3 separate regions of the Zea mays genome follow, and all the other regions are linked to region 1. The links are chromatin contacts, called in public Hi-C maps. All regions are on one chromosome and are shown on one strand. Each heading gives the region's core, a stretch centred on a gene start, on an enhancer-like site or on the middle of the called end of the contact. The rest is flanking DNA. Distances are from core to core; before and after follow the strand shown. Region 1 holds the start of LOC100278204. Region 2 holds the start of LOC100501867 (Rab GDP dissociation inhibitor alpha). Region 3 holds the start of LOC100284832.

What was found. A called contact is a pair of places that touch in the nucleus more often than the background predicts.
Region 2: a contact with region 1 is called in a Hi-C map of ear, with 3 times the contacts expected there. The contact joins the promoter of LOC100501867 here to the promoter of LOC100278204 in region 1. A contact is called at or near these places in 5 of 25 Hi-C or Micro-C datasets (ear, endosperm, leaf and 1 more).
Region 3: a contact with region 1 is called in a Hi-C map of tassel, with 2.1 times the contacts expected there. The contact joins the promoter of LOC100284832 here to the promoter of LOC100278204 in region 1. A contact is called at or near these places in 3 of 25 Hi-C or Micro-C datasets (ear, endosperm and tassel).

Annotation. Positions count from the first base shown.
Region 1 is chr8:106,266,267-106,268,858 of Zm-B73-REFERENCE-NAM-5.0, forward strand. LOC100278204 reads right to left here and starts at 1,320. Exons shown (of 1, transcript NM_001151557.1): 1 at 823-1,320. The coding sequence starts at 1,297. The coding sequence ends at 950.
Region 2 is chr8:106,014,149-106,016,740 of Zm-B73-REFERENCE-NAM-5.0, forward strand. LOC100501867 (Rab GDP dissociation inhibitor alpha) reads right to left here and starts at 1,298. Exons shown (of 13, transcript NM_001196508.1): 1 at 1,120-1,298. The coding sequence starts at 1,206.
Region 3 is chr8:106,120,352-106,122,943 of Zm-B73-REFERENCE-NAM-5.0, forward strand. LOC100284832 reads right to left here and starts at 1,317. Exons shown (of 13, transcript NM_001157727.2): 1 at 1,041-1,317; 2 at 360-422; 3 at 139-222. The coding sequence starts at 1,127.

The DNA of each region.
Region 1 (2,592 bases), core at 70-2,569:
CAGCGGGTCAGGCTCAGACAGGAAAACGAGCCCGCAGGCTTAGATAACCCGGTCCAGTTTTCTAACCATGCCTGGTAGGCCGGGTCCAAAACAGGCCAGGCTTCACCGGGCCTAACCCTTGCAATTGCAACCGGTCATGCACCGTGAGGTGAAAGTGAAACTTGTGAATGCCAGTGGCACCCCACCTCTGGTTTTGCTGGAGCGTTACCCGATTTCCCTGGCCGGGAGCCAGCTCACATGTCGCTCGTCCCCACCAACCGGCTGGTTCTTTTCGTCGTCAAGGCCCAGTGGCTCCTGGATACGGCTGCTGGGCTCACTGGGCCGATCAACGAGGTGCAGCTGCTGTACACAGACGCAAACGGTTCCTGTATGAAATTTGTGCACAGACTGGTGTTTGTGAACTCCAAAGTTCTTTTCTCTGTCTTGGGGAAATCGGTGTTGAACTTATTCTATCTATCTATCTATCTATAAGAGATATGGCGCTTAAAAGGCACGAAACGAATACGTTAGCTTCACGAAAAGAGAGAAGAAAATGAGGAGTGGAGGTTTCGGAGCTCCAGAAAGGGCCAAAGTAAGTTGTTCACTGCTGTAATTTGGCGTTCTAGCTAGTCTGGGAGAAACCATCCATGCGCCATCGAGATCGATCTGTTCGCCAGGCTGCTGGGTGCAAGATTTTGGCAGGATCGCTTCAATTCGAATTCGAACCAAAGGAAGCTGAACAGGAGTTGCCGTCCCTAACAATTACTGCTATTATTGATCAACAACTGATCGACAAGAATCACGAGAAGATATATGATCACGTACGGCTGCCAGCTGCTCTCATCAAGAACGTGAAAATTAAGTAAAAGGGCACTCGTTTGCATATACAACCTCCAGTTCTCCAATTCCAGCACAACTATTAGTAACTAATATATAACCACACCTTTTACACGGCGTAGACGGCGATCAATCAGGCGGCGCCCATGCAGGCGAAGGCGCGGACGCTCCTGGCCTTGGGCAGCGGCACCCGGAGCCGCCGGTCGGGCGAGAATCCCACCTCGCCGGCCAGCTCCTCCAGCGACAGGTTCCGCCGGTGCAGCAGCGACCCCTCGGTCTCCGCCACCGCCACCGCTGCCGCCGCGTGGGCCGGGGACCGCAGCTCCTGCAGCTGCAGCCACTGCCTCCTCTGCTCGGAGTCGTCCAGGTCCACGGGCGCGGAGGAGGGGAGGGCACCTCCGGTGCGGTAGCCACGGCGGCCGCCCGCGTTGCTCCGCCGCTCCTTGATGGCCTTGTAGAGCAGCGGGACGAGGCCTTCCATCAGCGAACCGCGAAGTGTGAGGTGAACCGTGAACGGCAGGACGGCTGGGGTTGGTGGGAAATGGTTGGGTTCGGTCACTACTCACTACTAGTTTCGGTCTCGGTCCACGCGAGTTTTGGTTTGGTTGGCTGGCTCCCACTGGATCAGAGGGTTTCAGTATATATACATCTCGTTGGATATTCTCTCTTTGTACGTAGAGTGATCCAAAAAGTGCTTCGAGCAGCTTACCAAGATTGACGAAATGGGATTTAGGGGCGTGTCTGGAACTTGGGAGCGCCTCCAGCCCCAGATTCACAGTGAAAAATTACTACTGGAGGTAAAACATAACTATATATTTTGGTGAATATGAGACAGATCGTTTATCTATTTATACTAGGAGTAAAAAAAACTTTGCCAGTTATGAGCAGATTCAAGACGGACGTGACAATGAGTTCACAGCATATATATATATATATATATATATATATATATATATATATATATATATATATATATATATATATATATATATATATATATATATATATATATATATATATATATATATATATATATATATATATATATATAGAGAGAGAGAGAGAGAGAGAGAGAGAGAGAGCCCTGGGCTCTCTCTAACTATTGGAAGCCCTGACCAGCAACCGACCAGGTGTGCAGGCTTTTTGGCTCACTGTACCACCTACTTACGTCAATTATAACTACGTGTTATGCTCAATCGTGTTACGGTTTACACACTTTTTGTATGCGCATATTGTACACCGCTTCCTGTACTATCATATAAAACCGACCGCGACGACTGCTTTTGCCCGAGAGGACTAGGGTTTCAGCGACGGCGGCTGCCGAGCCCCATTCCCCGATCTGAAGCACCTCAAACCACCACTCTGCCCCAGATCCACCCAGCTACTGCCTCCTCGGCGCCCCTCGGCCAGCTAAAGGGACCTCCTCGGCGCGCTCCTTTGCCGCCACAGGCGCCACCGCGCGCCTCCATGCCTCCGCCCCAGCGCCTGCCGCGGCTGGAGCAGGAGGCGTCGTGTCGTTCTCGATCCAGGCGCCCAACGAGAAGATCGAGATGTACTCGCCGGCCTTCTATGCCGCCTGCACCGCCGGAGGAATCGCCAGCTGCGGCCTCACCCACATGGCCGTCACGCCGCTCGACCTCGTCAATTGCAACATGCAGGTGAGCGGGCAGCGGCCTAGATCTGTGTCCCCCGGTACTCCACGAGCTTTTTTTTTGGAAATCTCGTGCGGATCTGTGGTGTTTGGTTGGTTGGGAAGCCAGGAAGGTTAGCCGTGGG
Region 2 (2,592 bases), core at 48-2,547, 250 kb before region 1:
AGTCAAGCTTCCTCCTAGAAGCTGAGGCCATTGGTCAGGGTGGCTTGGAAAACCCAGAAATCCTAACCCTAGCTTCTATAATTGTCACCATTTTGCAAGCTACATGCTGCCACCTGTGTATGTGCAACAAATAAGGAAACCCGCTTAGGCTAATACAGAAATCAAAAAACATTGGCTTATGAAAAGCAACACAACAAAGTACAAATAGGGCATGTTTGGTTACAATGACTAATTGCTAGCTAACTAAAAATCAGCTAAAATTAGCTCTGTTGCATGACTTGCATCCAAACAGGAGAGCTAATTTTTTAGCCAAGTCTTAAACTAGTTGTTAGCCAACCAGGTAGCCAAACAGAGCTATTTTTAGCCCCAACTAGTAACTAGCCATGTGTATCCAGACAGACCTTTAGTTTGGGCAAGAATGCCCTCCCTCTCCTTAGTCCTCCCTTTAATTTGTATTACATGCTCTTCCGCCAAATTGCTAGCAAACAGTATGATTAAGTGTCACTTCCCGATTAAGCCCAGCTGCTCGCAATCCTCATCTAGAAAACTGCTCCAAGCTCAGCTCGGACTTGGTCCGCCACTATGGATCCACCTTGGGATTAAGGAGATGGGGGCCTTGTAGGTAGATGGACACTATAGATCAGTATACGACAGCAAAACGAAGCATGCATCTAATCACAGCGCGCAAGTTGCTAGCAAGCAGTACAATTAAGTGCCACTTCCTGATTAAGCACGGCTGCTCCAGTTCTGATCTAGATAACCACCCTTGCTAAAAGCTCAGACTATACTTAATTGCATCAATGGCTGGTCCGCCGCTATGGATCCATCAAGGGCTTAAGGAGCTGGGAGCCTCGTAGGTAGACGAACACTATAGATCAGCATACGACAGTAAAAGCGAAGCATGCATGTAATCGCAGCGCACGACGTCCAGATCAAAGGGGCTAGGGCACCCGATCTAGGAGCTCGTGTGCTCCAGCCGTCCAGCGACCTGTGCACTCCAAGTGATGCAAGCGACCTTGAAGCACCGGACTATTACGCGGACCCAAAATCCGAGCACGGCAGCCACGGATCTACGAGCGGCGGCTGCAGGAGAAGAGAGCGGGCGATCGACGGGCTCACCTTGAGGCCGTCGACGGAAAGGAGACCACTGAGGATGCACTCCTTGAGCCCCGTGCCAAGCACGATCACGTCGTACTCCTCATCCATGGCTGGCTGGCTGCCCGGTGGAGCGGTGGCGGCAGCGGCGAAGAGGAGGTAATGCGGCGGCCAAGAGGAGTGGAGTTGACGAAAGGAAGCGAACGGTGCGGTGCGAGAGGATGAGAGTGGTTTCTAAAAAAACTGAGAATGGATTTTGGCGTTTCCGGAAATTTGTCACCGCTCTCTAAGGGCTGGGACTCATTTTCGTGAGGCTCTGTTCCATTGTTCCGGATTAGAGTCCCGGATTAATTCCTAGCCGGATTACTTCTCTAATTTATATAGATTTTGATGAGCTGGAATAAATCCTGGCTCATTCCGGTACAACCGAACAGGCCCTGCGGGTTTTTCATTTCTCCAAGCAAAATTAGTTTATTTTTTCTTAAAAAAATTGGAAATTCTATAGAAAAATAGAGATGTCAAACTAGCCCTAAGATAGTGTTTGGTTTCAAACTATAGTAGAATGAAAATGCTCTGTTCTAAGTACTTAAGACTGCTTGATTCAAATCAAAGTGGAACAGAGCCGCTCTAATATAGGAATATTCTCTCAAGATGCTAGATCTCTGGGCTCCAAAAAATAGTCGGACCTGAGCGCTCAAGCGCTCGAGACGCCTTTCACGGCTTCTTGTGCCAGTGTTATATATATATATATATATATATATATATATATATATATATATATATATATATATATATATATATATATATATATATATATATATATATATATATATATATATATATATATATATATAATTTAATATTTGACAAGAACGCAGGGTGCCAAACGTAATATATATATATGGTTATATTTAATATAATTATATTTGATATATATAATAATATGGTGCCAAATATAGGATAGAGTCTTCACACTAGAACTAAACAGAAAAACAGAGCGGCACTGTTCTGATTGCCAAACATGAATGAAGTCATTCCATACTCAGAATCTGGAAAAGAGTCATTTCGTCCAAATAGACTCAGGAACTAAACACTGCCTAAAATAGGTTATGTTATACTCCCTCTGTTTTTGTACTTAACGTTTTCTATCAAAAATAAACTATCCAACGTTAAATATTTAAAAATAGATCAATATAGTGGTTTATCTTTTATTAAAATATCTGAACTGGTAATTTTTATGACTAACGAGTGGACTTCATCCGGTGATACGATTGAGAATTGACTTGAGAAGCCTAGTCAGTAGTCACTGTTGAAGTCATGGGCTTAAGGCCATCTTAAGCAGACCGTACATATAGTCATGCAAAATACTATTTGTATTGTAGAGTGCACTATTTAACTATTTACTGAGTAAAGTTTGAGATAGAAGATGTGATGGAAGGTGGGATAGGAAAGCTAGTCTAAGTAATCTAGATCGAGAGGAGGCTCCATCATTCTCCA
Region 3 (2,592 bases), core at 67-2,566, 150 kb before region 1:
AGTAAGGAACTAATGAGTGTGCAAGCATAAGGAAATATATGTTTTTAGTCAATATATTTGCCAAGTATGATGAGGCCTTGGCAAGAAACAATAAGCACATAGCTAGGTACGGTCCATTGGGATCGGGAATTATCACACCTTTGGAACCATGTCTACATTGTAATCTCTGCTTGCACCTAGATGTGCCGGTGGCTTGTCTTCCCCCCTAAACCTCTTCCAGAGCTGTTCACCAAAAAAAAAGATAAGGGTGATTAAAGGGATTAGAATGAGTTGCCAGCACACACAAAAAATGGAACACATTACTCAGTACATGTTCCAGTTTCAAAAAGAACCAAAATCATAGATTTATAGCTTCTTGCCTGGTTCAGGTTTAGGGAGGTGGAATCTCCTCCGTAGTAATCATTTCTATCCATGTGTAGAACCTGTAAAAGCGTCACTCAAAATTCTTCAAAATCAATTTAAAAAATCCATCATCGGTCAAGTTAACGCAGTAAGCTGACTATTGAACTTAAGCATCTTTCTCTCTCCGTTCAGTTACCCCTGTCTCGCCGCAGTGATATCAGAGGACAGAATATAGATGCCATCTATCGTCTTACAGGATGGGAACACTTCTACATCCCAGAAACAAAGAACAAACGATAGACCAAAATTCGAAGCAGTGAATCTCCCTAGAATCCAGGTTACTAGTTTGCCTCATTAAAGAATCTAACCATGCCCTGATCTTCCCAGTCCACAGAATGCAAGAAGTTGTGGCAACATTTGCAGACGATGGTTTGCATCAACTGGTTAACTCCCCGGACCAATGCCAGGAGCCAGATGCGTAGACAGCTTAGACAAGCGCCCATCCGAACGCGCCAGTCCCGGATCAGACAGGGGCCGGACCAGCACCGCCTGATCTACTACCACGACGCACCGCGGCAGACCCACCGCGCAGGCCACATGCGGCGTCCGGGTACGTGCGGGGGAGAGTGGCAGATCGGACTCGGGGACTGGGGTGAGGTCCGATTGCCGTTACCGGGAGGCGGGTGGTCGGTGCTCACCTTGAGGCCGTCGACAGAGAGGAGACCGCTGAGGATGCACTCCTTGAGCCCCGTGCCCAGAACGATCACGTCGTACTCCTCGTCCATGGCGGCGGCTCGGCAGGCCCGGGTCTCGGGAGCGAAAGCGAGCGGAGTGTCGGCGGCGCGGTGATGCGGGGACGAGGGATGCTGGAGTCGAGTTGAAGCAACGGCGTTGCAGTCTCGCAGGTGGGAGGGTAGTAGTCAAGTACTCTCAAGCGCCTGCCGTGGGGTGCGGAACACGGTGCGGACTGCGCAGTCTTGCCGTTTTGCAAACAGGTAGACAGTGTCGTGCGATAAACATCACGCGAGGGCTTCCCTAGACTGGAAATGCATGTATGCAGTTCCGAATTATCAGTATTCGCAAAACTGTTAATATACATATCCGTATTTGTATTTGATTTCAATACAAATATATTCGAATTCGATTTATAGTACTTTTCTCTGTCCGATTCTATATTCGTATTCGAAAAAACCATAAAACATCTAATACTATCCGTATCCGTAAAAAAATATATTTCATGAAACCATTTAAAACTTAACTTTATCACTAATTACTAACTAAAAATAATTTTAAGTTTAATAATATACTAGAAAAATGATATATATCATTTAAAATATTAAAAAATATTTATATGATAAAAAATAAATATATCAACCTTGTATTTCTAGTGATATTCAATAATAGAATTCAATAGGTTTCATAAACATTCAATTATAACTTTCCACTTTATCTATATAGTGAACACATCTCAACGAAGTTTCATAAGCATTCAACTATAACTCACCACTTTACAATATAAAGATAAATTTCTTCATGTTTTCATTTAAGTTTTGGTACACACATTTATATAGGACATTCCTTCATTTTAGAACGGAAAATTTGTTTTTATTGGTACATTTACTATTTTATGTCAATTCTAATTTACTTGTATTTGTACAAATGTCACTTATTAAATATCACGTGTTGTTGTTTATCTTTTGTTACATGCTTTGATAGTTTAAAAATATTATTTATATAGTTTTGTTGACTTTGATATAGAGGATCAAGAGAAATCTATTTTAATTTAAGTTTGTTTTGACTATCTATTGACTATCTATAAACTTGTACTTAAATAAAAATTCACATATATATATATATATATATATGTTAAATTTTAGGGTATGTTGTTTGAGTTGAATTGAGTAAATATTCGAATAAGAATTTGTATTCAACTATACGTTTTGTATTCGTATCCGAAGATATTCAAATTCGTATCCGAATTCGGACAAAAATATGGTAAACTGTGACATTCGTATTCGTATTCGTGCTTATTCGATCCGTTTCCACCCCTAGGCTTCTCCGAGGTTGTGCGCTTTCTCTTCGTCCCTCTGCCTTTCTAGGGTGGCTTTCTGGTTTTTATTTTAGGAAACTCTTAGATTTTTTCTTAGAAAACTCTAGTGTGACCATGGTTCACAATTCGTTTTGTATGATTCGCCAAAATTTGACTTCTGTATTTTTGTATTTTGAATTGAAATCCATTAAAAACCGTAT